Regions from separate parts of the Mus musculus genome. Here region 1 is linked to region 2. A link is a contact called in public Hi-C data. All regions are on one chromosome and are shown on one strand. Each heading gives the region's core, a stretch centred on a gene start, on an enhancer-like site or on the middle of the called end of the contact. The rest is flanking DNA. Distances are from core to core; before and after follow the strand shown. Region 1 overlaps Gm11267 (a long non-coding RNA gene). Region 2 overlaps Nfib (nuclear factor I/B).

Evidence for each region. A called contact is a pair of places that touch in the nucleus more often than the background predicts.
Region 1: a Hi-C map of the N1E-115 cell line shows a contact between it and region 2, with 8 times the contacts expected there. The contact joins two enhancer-like sites. A contact is called at or near these places in 4 of 484 Hi-C or Micro-C datasets (the N1E-115 cell line, cerebellar granule neurons, cerebellum and 1 more).

The regions. Positions count from the first base shown.
Region 1 is chr4:82,583,410-82,586,423 of GRCm38.p6, reverse strand. Gm11267 (a long non-coding RNA gene) reads left to right here. Exons shown (of 2, transcript XR_003955228.1): 2 at 1-3,014. Among named protein-coding and RNA genes, the nearest start is that of Gm11267, 3.3 kb to the left of the region's middle. Within about 2 kb of position 1,668, at least 14 of the 459 cell types and tissues checked have an H3K27ac peak or open chromatin away from gene starts, as enhancers often do. A contact at or near this core is called in the N1E-115 cell line, cerebellar granule neurons and cerebellum, where this site is marked.
Region 2 is chr4:82,382,706-82,386,129 of GRCm38.p6, reverse strand. Nfib (nuclear factor I/B) reads left to right here. Exons shown (of 12, transcript NM_001113209.2): 3 at 2,469-2,522. Among named protein-coding and RNA genes, the nearest start is that of Nfib, 120 kb to the left of the region's middle. Within about 2 kb of position 1,704, at least 88 of the 459 cell types and tissues checked have an H3K27ac peak or open chromatin away from gene starts, as enhancers often do. A contact at or near this core is called in the N1E-115 cell line, cerebellar granule neurons and cerebellum, where this site is marked.

The DNA.
Region 1 (3,014 bases), core at 419-2,918, 200 kb before region 2:
CTCCTAAAGAAATGCAACATATTGGCTATCCTCACATTTTTGGAAGCAAGAGCTCTGAACTGTTTTCTCCAAAGTTGGCCCTCATTAATCCTTCTTACTCTCAGCCACTGCTTAATATTTCCACAAAGCAGTTCAAGGTGAGTTGTCTGCCAGTGGGAGACAGTTAGTGTGGCACATCTGCTTGTGCCACCATTGTTGCTTGATTTAGCCAAAGATTTATTTAGAAAAAACAAATATAATATAGCAGGAACAGTCACAGTTGCCAACCGTGACGGCAGTGCTGTTAAGGTGACATTTTGGTAACAGAGACTTTGATACTATTAGTTTATGTTATGTTGCTATTATTATTATTATTATTATTATTTATATTATTATTATTTTATTTTATTTTTTTATATTATTAGTTTATTTTATATTCCTGCTTTGATCTCAAATCAGTGGGCCTTTTTATTTAAAAAGAAAGAGAACGAGACTTCGATATAAAGTAGGAGAGGGGTGACTGCAAATAGTTTGCTGTACAGAATTCAGGTCTCCCTATCTTTGTATGCACGAGTGGCAAGGCTTCATCAGGACATCATACCCCACCTAACTGGAATTAAAATTACATCCGCTTCTTGTTACGTACAGCAGCCAGAACAAGTGTCTTCCAAAATCTTCTCGTCCCCTGCCTCCATGGGTCATTGCTCTTCTTTCTCTGTCCGCCAACAGCTCACCATACCAGAGGCCCCTCAGATTCCGCAGCGGAGAATGACACCGGGTCACAGTCAGACTCCTGTGACAATGACATTTTCTGGGAGAGTTCTGCACAGCTGTGTCACTATTAACTTTTAATGAACATCCTTTCTTCCTTTGAATTTTGGCGAGTTAAATGGACATGCCATTTTTACTTTCATCCCTACTTTATGTGACACACTATATAGTAATTATGGGTGCTAAGGTAGTTTGGGATGCCTAACTTGGGTGTTCCAAAACTAATAGCATAATTTTGCCCATAGTTACACACAAATGTAATATAAGATTTTTTTTTAAAGTCTGGGGCTGAAAATACATTTTAACTTATAATACACCAAAAGGCAAAGAGATGTATCTAGGCCTGAATTTGGGCCCCACTGTTCATTTCAGGGACCGCGGCTCTATGGAGAACTCAATGGAAGGCGTGCCCAATGGTTCCTGGGACAATGAGTGGAACAGAGGCTCCGTGGCGGTCATTTTGGAGCATTATTCATTCCTGGTCTCCACAATAGCTGGAATCTGATAATTTAGCATTAAGCCTCTTTTCAACTATATGGAACTGTAATAAGGTGATTTAGCCAATGTGCCTGTCCATTGTCCCAGAGATTCTGTGATCTATTATGCTGCAATGTGTAAAAAGAAAGGAAAAAAAAAAAAGAAAAGAAGAAAAAGAAAATGAAAGAAAGAAAAATCTAGGGGTAAACATAAACCAATTAATTACCAGAAACATTAGAAGATGCTTTGAGAGAGCTGTTATTTATTGGCATTTTTTTATGAATCAATATAGATATAAGAATTGACTGCCAAAGCCTCTGGGTACACTCACATAATGAAAGTCCAATTAATATCCCCAAGCACAGTGCACGGCCGGCATCAGGGAGCTGCAAGGACAGTCACTGGCTTCTGCAGCCAACATTGACAGCTGCAGGGCCCTGATAGAAAACAGCCTCAAAGGCCCAATCCCCTCCCCCAGCCCAGCCTCAACTGCACGGGAGCTTCATATCTTGCCTGTACTGAAGCAAGGGCTGCAGGAACAGATGGGACACCAGAAGCAACCCGTGGCTATTTGTGATGTCACCAAATGAAGCATTCTGGGGTGCTGTTGGGTGGCAAAAAAAATCAAAAGGAAGGATGAGGGAGCATCGTTAGGAAAACTAGGTGACAAGGTAAGACAAGGTGACAAGGTGACAAGGTAACAAGGTAAGACAGTAGGTTAGCAAACCTTCCGTCAGGCGCTAAAAAGAGGCCATGCAACCTTCCATCCAGATGTGCTTACATTTCCACTTATTTTGTGTGGATTAAGAAGGAGATTGACTTGATCATTCCATAAAAATGATTTACCTAAATAAGAGATAGAAGAGATTTACCTAAAATAGCCAATTCTTATAGTGACTGAATAGGACAGACGGTGGAAACAAAACATAATTTTCTTCGTCTTCAAATAGGCCATTGATGATATAATTATACTCTTAGTGAGCAAAACCTCCAAGGAGACATGTGGTATTAAATTCCCTGTAAATTCTAGGAAAGTCATTTTCAAGAAATGATGTTATTATGCGGAAGTGGGAGATACTCAAGGCAGCTTGGAGCCTTGCTTAGGGTCAGTGATAGAAGTCAGAGGTGAGGTTCCATTCTTATCCTTCCAAGATTTCTGAAGGCTAGAGAATCCATTTGAGGAAATCATGGAAATAATATGTGTCTATTTGGTTTTGAGTTAATAATTATTGCCTTCTACACATCTTTCCTCAATTACAGGGTCCCACATCTTTTATGGGGGCACTTCTCATATGCTGCATTTGTTCTAACCTATGTTTCCTCTCTCTAGAGTGGAGAGCTCTTTCATTGTTGTATCTTTACTACCTAGCATAATACCTGGAAAGCAGTAGCCATCAGTAATGTCTATTTAAGTAGGATAGATAGATAGATAGATAGATAGATAGATAGATAGATAGATAGATAGATAGACAGCTGGATGCATGGATGGATGCACAGATGGATGCATGCATGGATGGATGGATGCATGGATGGATGGATGCATGGATGGATGGATGCATGGATGGATAGCAAAAGCCTTATTTTAGCTACCTGTATAATTTAGCAATCATCAGCTTAACTTAAAATTTTTCCTTGGCTTTTGAGAAGCAGAATATATTGAGTTTAACTATTTCTGCATTTAATTTGGCAAAAATACTCTAGTTGTTACTAATAAGAAGCAAAAAGAATGATAAGTAACTCTGATAAATGAAGGAGAATTATAATTAGGTAAAAGCTAATGGGGAGGT
Region 2 (3,424 bases), core at 455-2,954:
TCCCAAATCTTATGGTGTCCATAGTGATTTTTTTCTAAGCAAATAGTGGTTTTGTTTTGTTTTGTTTTCTAGAGTGAATAGTGATTTTTTTTCTTGAAGACACAGATGTACAGCTTTTGGAAATGAGAGGAGAATGTAACTTTTAACACACATAAGAAGGGGAGGGGCAGGGTGAGAAAGGCTGCCCCAGTGGGGCGTGTGACACTGTGGACATGAAGGATGCACCCTGGCAAATAAGCAGATTCTCGGGGAAGAGACACTGGTCTTTATTCTACTGGACAGAAGTTTAGCAGTAGAGGCAATGAAGGTGAGGGGTGACATTTTGCAGACATTGTAGCCAAACATGATAAGGCTCCTGTTTAAAGTCCATGGCTTCTAGTGTGAGGCTGCCCTGCCACTCACCTGCGTAGGACAGCTGCAGTCTTTTCCCTTCTTGCTGTTTCTAGAGTCTCTTGTTGGACAGTTTGTACGTGTTAAGGAGCTCCAGAGAGGAAATCGAAAAACTATGGAGAGTCTGGCCTCTGAGTCTGACCCTGTAAGTAGGAATCTCAACAGGTTAGACTCCCTTGGAAAGGTAAACTCTTAGGTAACCTATGTACTAGACAAGAGGTGAGCTCAAAGCTGAAACAGCAGGGGCAGTAACAAAACGAAACAGTTTTAACACTTCATTGCAATTGTTACACTCTTAGTTTGAAAAGTGGCCAGTGTGGCCTTCTCTTTGAAAGGAACAACAACAACAACAACAACAACAATAACAGCAGCAGCAGCAACAACAGCAACAATAATAACAGCAACAACACTCTTCTCTTAATTTATAAATGTCAGTCTTGCCTCAATTCCACAAAAAAAAAGTAAGAGAAAAGATCTTGGAGAAGAGAACTGGCTTCTGGCTGCAGGAGAAGCTAGCCAGTGCAGTCAGATCTTTCCAGTTTCTTTTCCTCCATTTTGTGAAGTAAGAATCATGGTGAAGGTCATTGTGAGAATCACAAAAATAACCGTGCTGTTTTCATGAAATTTACTGTAGAGCAAAGGGAAAAAAGGGAAATAGGATAGAGGGATTATATTCTTCTTCACCATTAAGTCTGACCTAGGAAGCAGGAGTCAAAGGCAGAAATGAATAACCAAGTTTTATACAGGCATAGACTAGCAGGGTGTTCCGACCTTTAGGATTGAAGAGCAGTTGTAGTATGTTAACCACTTTCCTGGCATAACCACGTAGCTTGATCAACAACAAAAGGAGTCTGCTTTTCTGCTTAATTTAATCCCTTCCTTGCTTCAAGTATAAGGGCAAGGTTTTGAGGAAGAGACTTATGAGTTTATAGCAGTTGGTGACACCACCAGTACCACGTTTTGTTGAGATTCACTATTGTGCTCAAAATTGCCTTTTTGTAGGCAAGCAGTGAAGGCTGCTGAATCTGTGCCATCCATTTCTCTGGCATATACTGCAAGCCTAGTGTGTTCACGCCATGAACGGCCCCAGGAAGACAAAGAGGTAGACAGGCTCTCTGCCCCTTCTTTCCTAGTGTGGTGTAGCTATGGAGACAAAACCTATGTGCTAGAGCCAATAAAAGATTTCATAGCAACTCTCTGCCAGTAAGTGTGTAAGAACCCAGGCCAGATGACGCAGATAAATGCAGAGGGTTCATGGAGGTAGAGGATCAAGCCAAACACAGTACCGTAAATGGGTTAGGGCAGGCACACTGGCTGACAGTGCCTGTCCTCTGAGCCCTTTCTGTGGTGTTGGTAAGGAATGACATAGGACAGAGCTGCTCTGAAATGAAGGTGGCCGTCCCTTCCACCTTATCTAAGAGCCTGCCTGTATCTCGCAGATGGAGATTAAATTGATCCAACAATTTGCTCTCCGCAAAGCCATGTTGGTTTTCTACCTAGTAATTTATGCTTTTCCTGGTGTTTGCAAATCGATTGCTATTATGGGATGCAGGCAGAACTGGGCCGGGATCCAGTAGGTTGGGGGATTACTGGAGTGGATAGCTGAACCTGCCTGTGAAAACCCAGACGAGACGGCTCTTGTTTCTCTGTCTTTTACTCTCTGAAGAAATGCATAGTCTTGGGTTTTTTTAAAAGCATTCTTAATTATTTTTAGATTGTATCTTTTAAGGGACAGTATCTGCTTTATTTCAGATTTCTACTATCTGGCCTTGCTATTTGCCTAACCTTCAAACGGTTTTAGTGGCTTTGTGGCCAGACCTCTCATTGCAGGAAAACCTTCCTCCACCCTCAAAGCATTATGGGCCAGTAATTGTTCCCTTTGAGAAGAAATATGTATAGACATTTATCTAGGTTGGTGAATAAAATGTTCCTATGGAACAGCTTGGGAAAGTATACTTTATTTAAACACTTCACCTCATTGTTGTACCTTAAAAAAATTTTTTTAAAGTTCTACTAAGTATTGTGAAATTCTTTCATAACAAATTAAAAAGAAAACATATTCTGTGATTTCTTTACAGATTCTGGACAATCAGGAAGTCCAAGCCACAGTGATCCTGCCAAGAATCCTCCAGGTAAATATGTGTCCCCGGACGTGTGCACCCTGACATTGTTGGAGAACAAAGGGGCCCTGTATAGATCAACAGCCATAATTGGTCAGCTGCCTGTCTTGTTCTGGCAGGCAGTCGGATTGGGACAAGATGTGATTGTGTGGAGGCCTCTGCAACAGCGGGAACGGCTTCTCACCGCAGCCATCTTTGTTCACCTGAGCCGCGAGATCTTATTTATTTGTTTATTTATTTGTTTATTTATTTATTTATTGTATCCTTAGAAACTGATTCAAACACATGCTTAGCTTTATGTTTTAGGCATTTGAAAAGCTAAACACCTTTTAATCATTTTTAAAATAAACATTCCCTGCCCCCAGAGTACCCCCAAACAAAAATCTGGTAATTTCTGTTCTTTTATAGTTTACCCACTATGTTTTAAGAAAGTTTCTACTGAATGGTTATGTTTTTATAAAGTGGTTTTTGCAGGACTTTTGATTCCCGGTCTTCAGTGTAAGGTGCGTCTGGTCTTTAGTTTCAGACCTGAGCCTGACTGCATGCATTTTAGCTATACTGGGGAGTTCCACTCTCTCAACATGCAGCATGCGACTTTGGATTTATAAGAAGTTTTTTGTTTTTGTTTTTGTTTTTTTGTTTTCCATGAGAAAATCATGTAAAATTAGCATAAAGAATAATTTCAAATTTCCATTATCATAAAATTTTAATTGTATCTGTGATTTTGTTAAAAGAATGTTCTAAAGATATTCTTAACAAAACAAAACAGAAAAAAGCAAAACACAATAAACCCCAAATAGCCACACCTCCCCTCAGTCTCTCCAAAAAAACCCCTCACCTGCCATTTCATTAGAATAAACCACACAGTGCAAAAAGTCAGAACTGAAGTTTCTCAGGCCCTCAATTGCTTCGAA